Linked DNA regions of Mus musculus: region 2 is linked to region 1. A link is a contact called in public HiChIP or PLAC-seq data. All regions are on one chromosome and are shown on one strand. Each heading gives the region's core, a stretch centred on a gene start, on an enhancer-like site or on the middle of the called end of the contact. The rest is flanking DNA. Distances are from core to core; before and after follow the strand shown.

Region 1 (3,412 bases), core at 365-2,864:
GAGCAGGTTGTAGTTCAATGGGCAGGGTGCTTGTAGCTCAGTGGGTAGTGGTTGTAGCTCAGTGGGCAAGGTGCTTGTATGTCAGTTGGCAGTGCTTGTAGCTCAATGGGTAGTGGTTGTATCTCAGTGGGCAAGGTGCTTGTATGTCAGTTGGCAGTGCTTGTAGCTCAGTGGGCAGGGTGCTTGCTCAGCATGCTGAATCCCTGGGTTCCATGTACAGCATGGGGCATGGGGTTGCAAAGTTGTTATCCAAGTACTTGGGAGGCAAAAGCAGAAAGATCAGGAGTTCAAGGTTATCCTTGTCCACATAGGAAGTTTGAGGCTAGCCTTGGCTACATGAGACTCTGGCTCAAGCAATAACAACAACAATAACAATAATGAAGAGACGGTCTAGGGTGGTGGAAATTTCTGTGACCTGGTTGGTCTCAAGCTTCTGCATTGAAGCAATCTTCCTGCCTCAGCCTCCTATGTAGCTTGGAGTTCTTTGCCTGACACTGTCACCAGCTCATTGTGTGTTTGTGGAGACAGCCTTGCTCTGAAGCTCGGCAGACCCGGAACTCTTTACAAGTGCACATGTGTGGAAGTCGAAGGGCAGCTTTGGGGAGTCTGTTGTTTCCTTCCACTAAGTGGGTCCTGAGGAGGACTGAATCTGGTTATCAGGCTTGGCAACAAGCCCCTTCACCACTGAGCCCTCTCACCAGCCCTCTTTCCTTTCCTTGTCAGATGGGGTCTCATGTAACCCAGGCTGGCTTGAAATTCCCTAAGTAGCTGAGGATAGCCTTGAACTCCTGACCTGCTGGGATAGACCCAGGGTTTAAGCATGCCAAGCAAGTGCTCTGCACTGAGCCCAGCACCAGCCATGAGTAACTCCATCCACCCTCTGCAGTACCTGTCTACCCAAATCTGGAGGCTGAGGCAGAGGGACTGTCACAACTTTGAGGCCAGCCTGGGATCATCAGTGAGACCAAGGCTCAAAAGAAAAACAAAACTGGAATTAAATCAATGCTGCGTGAACCTAGGCTGGGAGCGTTGACCTAGCTCTGAGATTGAACTCAGGTCCTTTACCCACATGGCTGTCTTCCAAGCTGTGCACTTTGTAGCATTAATTGATGATTGATTGAGACAAGGTTTTATAGGCACCAGGCTGGCCTTGAACTCACAAAGATCCTCTTGCCTCTAAGGAGATTAAAGGTATGGTTCACACCTGGCTAAATTTTGTTTCTGCAGTACAATTGGCCTAAAACTCACACAATGCCTTGTGTACTTCCAAGAGCAGCCAGAAGGGGGCGTCTCCCCCCCCCCCCCCCCGCCCCCGGAGCTTGGAGTCACAGAGGGTTGTGAACCCCATGTGGGTTTAGGAACCTAACTGGAGTCCTCTGCTGAAGCAGTCAGTGCAGTGTGATATAGCCTGGGCTATCTCCCCAGGCTACAATGGCTCTAAAGTAGAGCTGAGGGGGCCATTAACGTCCGCGCCCCCCCCCCCCCCCGCAATCCACTTTAGGAAACAATGACATTCAGATCCAAAAATGCTGGAGAACCTGTGCATGCCGGGCATAGCTCTCATAGCTGGGACACCGCCACTCCCACAGGCTGGGAAAGCACAGCCGCCCCTCCCCTCCCGCAGTCTTCTCTGCTGCTGAGAAAGTCCCGGGCCAGCTTGGAATCCTGTGTCAGGGGACCGGAATGTGGGGAATGCTGGGGAAAGGGTGGGGGAAAGAGACAAGGGTCCCCAGGTGGGAGAAGGAAGCCAACCCTGGGGAGGTCTCAGCTGGGAAGATACCCACCTCCCTCCCCGCAGGGCCTGGATATGGGAATAGGAGGGAACCAGGCTGTGTGTCTGCCTGTCCCTTTCCAGTGCGGGAGCCAGAAACCAGCAAAGGAAAGGATTAAGATCAGGGCCTCGGGGTGGTGTGGTCCCAGGGACTCCCTGGTGCCCCCTGTGCCAGCCCCACCCCACCCCCGCGTGTTCATGAAGGGATGAGACGGAAGTGGCTGGGGTTGAGAGCTCCATCCTTTGCACCACAGAAACCGAGTTCTGTGGCCAGCTTCTGCAGGCAGAGGCAGGAGGATGGAACCCAGGGTCACCCAGAGTGAGTGTGAAGCCAGCCTGGGCTACATGAGACGGCGCACGCGTGTGTGTGTGTGTGTGTGTGTGTGTGTGTGTGTGTGTGTGTGTCTAAAGACTGGATTGGAAATGAACTCTGTCTAATTCAGGAAGAAAAATTAACGTCCAGACTGGGTCGGTGAAAGTTGGAGGCTGGATATGACTGGGTGGGGGGCGGGGCAGGGGGGAGTGGGGGGGGAGCTGGACATGAGGGATTCTAGGCTGGATCTAGCGTGTAAGGAGTGGACCCTCTCCTTGGCCACCCCCACAGCCCCTCACTGGGGATTCCAGGCAGGGACTCCTCTCTGACCACGTTCCCTTTTACTGTTTATTTTGAGACAAGGCGTCCCTAAGCGGCCCAGTCTGGCCTTGAACTTCAGTTTTCTCCTCAGCCTCCTAGAGAACCATGTCTCACTCCTATCTTCCTATTAACATCCAGGAATCCGGCTCACTTTTTCCCTCCCTGGTTTCTCCTCCTGCCTGCCAAAAAATAAGTTAAGAAATAAGTGGAAAACAAACACAAAACACAACCAAACCGCGAGGCCGGATGGGCAGGAGGCAGACGCAGGACGCCTGCTCGCTCCCAGCACATGGTGTTCAGAAAGGAGCTGTGTTTACAGAGCCCAGATCAGAAGCCAAACAAACCAGGCTGAAGTGCTACTCATAGAGCCTGGCTGTAGCCCCCCTGCACCTGTGCAGCCTAACACACACCACTGTATACAAAAATCGTTTCAGCCATGATTGCACACCACTGTATACACAGGGGTGGGTCCCAGTGATGACTGCACACCAATTCTGAAAACAAGGTCTCTGCAACGATGTCACACCACTATATATACAAGGGTCTTGAACACAATTGCATGCCAGCTGTATACACCAGGACCTTGGTGATGAATGCATGTCCATGGGGCATGTACACAGGAAGGAGCCCAGGATGGGGGAGGTGGGTGTGTGAATTTCAAGTTGCTGGGTCACGTGATTGATTATGCTTGGTTTGGCTTTTTTTTTTTTTTTTAATTTTTTTCAGAGATTGCCAAACTGCTTTCTATGGCAGCTGTGCCGTCTCCTCTCCCCACCCGTGCAACCCTAGTTGATTTTTCCAATTTAGTTGTGCAACTGTTTGCACTGTTCTTTTGGCTTCGCCTGGTCTGTGTTTATTCAGTGAGTCTTGGCCTAGGGGCTCCCATATGGAGGTGACTGTGACATTTGGGGAGCTCCTGGTATGGAATGGGTGCAGCCCCCACCCCCGTAGAGAATGCTATAGCATAATGTCCCTAGCACCCAGGGGATCTCAGCTTGGCTTTGTCT
Region 2 (3,412 bases), core at 638-3,137, 81 kb before region 1:
CCCTTGGAACTGGAGTCACAGGTCGTTGTTGGTGCCAGGAACTGAACCAGGGCAGCTGCAAGAGCAGCCAGTGTTCTAACTGCTGAGCCGTCTCTGCAGTCCATCCCTAATAACACCTGTTTTGTTTGTTTGTTTTGTGACTGAGTTTCTCTGTCATCCAGAGGACCAGGCTGGCCTCAAACTCAGAGATCCGCCTGCCTCTGTGGTGTGGGCCACCACCTCCCAGCTCTATAACAACCTTTAGATATGGTGTCCACGCACATTGTTCAGTGGCGTTTTGCTCGCTGCTCTGTGAGGATCCCTTGTTCCTTGCAGCAGCTGTAGGCTCAGAACTTAGCTGGTGTTCCACATCAGGCAGAGAAAGCTACCATTTTATACTCATAGCTCCTTCAGTGCCCGACCTGCTCACTCAGTGTTTCCTGGGGAGATGTGTGCAGCCACCACTTCACTGAAGACAGGGCACCGACCTCAGACCACAGAACTGATCCTATAGACTGAGCTCAGGCAACCTGTGAGTTCACTGAGTGTGGGTGACTTAGAGGCAGTTTGGGGTTTCCTGATGCCTGACTTAGTCCCCTCTCCCTACCATTATGAATCATGGGAGTTTCAGGAAGTCTGTGAGTCTCAGGGAGCCTTCCCTCAGGAGGAAGTGCCTCCATTGAGAGGACACTGCTAGACAGCCCCTGTGTCACCAATGCACAGAAGTGCTGAACGTATGCCATGTTTACCCCCAACAAACCCTACTTACAGACCAAGTGTCAGGGTAGACTTGGTCTCCCAAAGCCAGGATCCTGGTCCCCTGTTGAGGATCAGAGCTGACCAGGAAGTAGTCTGTGTTCCATGGCCTGCATCTACCTCCTCCCCATTTTTGGCTACAATGTCTCACTTGGCAGTCCAGCCTTGCCTGGAACTCATAGAAATCCCCCTGCCTCAGCTTCCTGGATGCTGGGATGACAGGTGTGTGCTACCATGCTTGGTTCTGGTGAAGCAGTTCTTGGTAGCCTGGTCTCCCCAGCTCAGGTCTCCCGAGGTTCACAGAGTTGCATCAGCCCCTTTTCAGGGCTCTGTGTCTGTGGGCAAGGCAGCTCTGCAGTAATTACTGTGGGAAGGGCTGAATGGCATGGCATGCTTAGCACTCACTAAGAGCAAGTCCTCAGGGAAGGGATGAGCAAGGGGTGTGTGTGAGCACAGTAATGCGTGTGTGCTCGTGTGTGCATGCCTGTGTGCACACACACATGTGCATGTGTATATGTGTTATGCACACACATATCCACATGTGTGCATGCATGTGTGTATGTGCACGTATATGTATGTGTGCGCATGTGTGTATGCATATGTGTGCATGAATGTGTGTGGGTGTGTTTGCATGTGTGTGGTCGCCTGTGTGTGCATCTGTGTGTACATCTGTGTGTATGTGGACTGTCACGGAGGTCTCCCCTGCAGCCCGAGGCCGAGAGCTCACTGGTCAGAGCTGCAGCATGGCTCCTGTCTCTCACTTCAGTGATGATTTGGGGATATGGTTGCGTCTCACCCAGAATCTCTGTAGCTTAAGTGATGTCATAGTGGGGCCACTGACCTGTCCCCTCTGCTGTGCATGGCGGTCACAAGGGTCTGAGTGGCCATTTCAGGCAGATCAAGTCTCCTTAAGGATGGGACAAATTGGCTTGGCCTCAGCCTTGGGATACCAGGATTAGCAAAGGGTGCACTTGGGTCCACATGGGTGTCAGGGAATGCTGGGTGCATGCCTGTCACCCCTGCACTCTGGAAGTGGAGTCAGTTGATCAGGAGTCCAGGGCCAAGTGTGGCTGAATGTCAGATAAATCCTTTGTCCATTTTTTGTTCTTTTTCTCTTGCAGGTGTCTAGCTGGAGCTTACCTTTGCCGAGCCATGGAGCCCACTGCACCAGACTTACAACTTGTGCCAGAGGTGACAAAGGCTGTCTCTGTATCTGCTCCAGACCCTGGCCCTTGTCGAACGGCTGTCATCGCAGTGGTGGGCATCAGCATGGCCATCGTGACCCTGGGAGTCCTTTCAGGTAAGTGGCAGGAAGAAGGCCTGGGTCCTCGGATGCAAAAGGACATCCCAAGTGTCAAAGGGCTGACCTTCCAGCCAGATCCAGCAGTGGCAAGGACAGGCTCTGGGGTCCAAGAATATGCTGGGTATGCAGGAAGTGTTTGCAATGACAAGAAGGAGCGGGTGGGCGGGCAGTCCTGTGGTCGAATGGGGAGGGAACAGATATGTCAGTTTTGACAGCTTAAGGCAGCAGGAGGGTCAGGCAGGACTACAGGGGTGTGGCTTAGGAGAGGCTGGGCTCATGCCTGTTAGCATGGTGATACAGTGATAATGGGTACAAACTGGGGAACTTGTGTGGAAAAAATTTAATTGGCCAGGCAGTTGTGGCATACACCCTTTGATCTCTGTGAGTTTGAGGCCAACCTGGTCTACAGATAAAGTCTAGGACAGCCAGAGCTGCACAGAGAAACCCTGTATTGATAAAAGATAACAGAATACATTGATAATTGTCCTACAGTCCCCAACTGTACTAATATGTATTAAGCTTTTCTGGACGGGCTAGGTTACTGCAGTCTGATGTGGCTGAATGCTGCCCCCTAGTGGCTGTGCCTGTCACGTGCAGTAGCATTCTCATCTCCCCTCGTGCTCTACCCCTTTGAGGGTTTCCTGTCAGTCCAAGTGGCACACAAACCTTTGCGATCATTTTTGAGGGATTTTCCTGGTTTTTGAGAAAGAGAAGGGTCTGACGTAGCCCGTGCTAGCCTCAAACTCTCACTGCTAAGGATAACTTTAAACTCATGGTCTCTGTCTCATTCTCCGAAGTGCTGGGACTAGAGATGTGCACCACCATGCCACCACCCAGGGCCAATGCCTGCAGGGAGTGCTCTACCCACTGAGCGATACAGCCCATTGGGATGATCCCTCTACCCATGAATCCACAAATCCATCCCGACGGATGGCTAAGACTCAGCACCCACACACTATCCGTTTGCTTCTGTTGTGTTATTTTGTTTTTTGTTGTTGTTGTTGGTGGTGGTTTTATTGTTTTGTTTTGTTTTGTTTTTTGTTTTTTTGAGACAGTTTCTCTGTGTAGCTCTGACTGTCCTGAAACTTGCTCTGTAGATCAGGCTAGCCTCCAACTCAGAGATCTGTGTACCTCTGCCCCCTAGGGGCTGGGATTAAAGGCGTGTACCACCACTGTCTGGCAGATTTTGTTTTTTAAATTTTATTTCTGGGGCTAAGAGATGGCTCAGAGGGTAAGATCACTGCACTTTCAGAGGTCTTGAGTTCAATTCCTAGCCCCCACATGATGGCTCAAACCTTCTATAATGCAGGAAGAATGCTGTATTCATAATACATAAGTAAATCTTTTTTTATTACGTATTTTCCTCAATTACAT

Evidence for each region. HiChIP or PLAC-seq counts read pairs in DNA pulled down with a chosen protein or histone mark.
Region 2: a contact with region 1 is called in an H3K27ac HiChIP or PLAC-seq map of embryonic stem cells, with 9 read pairs. The contact joins the promoter of Tmprss9 here to the enhancer-like site in region 1. A contact is called at or near these places in 1 of 39 promoter capture datasets (embryonic stem cells), 1 of 15 datasets of contacts at CTCF or cohesin (embryonic stem cells), 7 of 484 Hi-C or Micro-C datasets (CD4 T cells, the G1E-ER4 cell line, bone marrow-derived macrophages and 2 more), 3 of 115 datasets of contacts at active chromatin or transcription factors (embryonic stem cells and pancreatic cancer cells) and 1 of 9 other capture datasets (adipose tissue).

What each region holds. Positions count from the first base shown.
Region 1 is chr10:80,959,682-80,963,093 of GRCm38.p6, forward strand. All of the region lies in intron 2 of Gng7 (guanine nucleotide binding protein (G protein), gamma 7), which reads right to left. Among named protein-coding and RNA genes, the nearest start is that of Gadd45b, 31 kb to the left of the region's middle. Within about 2 kb of position 1,615, at least 156 of the 459 cell types and tissues checked have an H3K27ac peak or open chromatin away from gene starts, as enhancers often do. A contact at or near this core is called in adipose tissue, embryonic stem cells, nephron progenitors and 1 more, where this site is marked.
Region 2 is chr10:80,877,929-80,881,340 of GRCm38.p6, forward strand. It overlaps Tmprss9 (transmembrane protease, serine 9), which reads left to right and starts at 1,888. Exons shown (of 18, transcript NM_001081688.2): 1 at 1,888-2,035. The coding sequence starts at 1,888.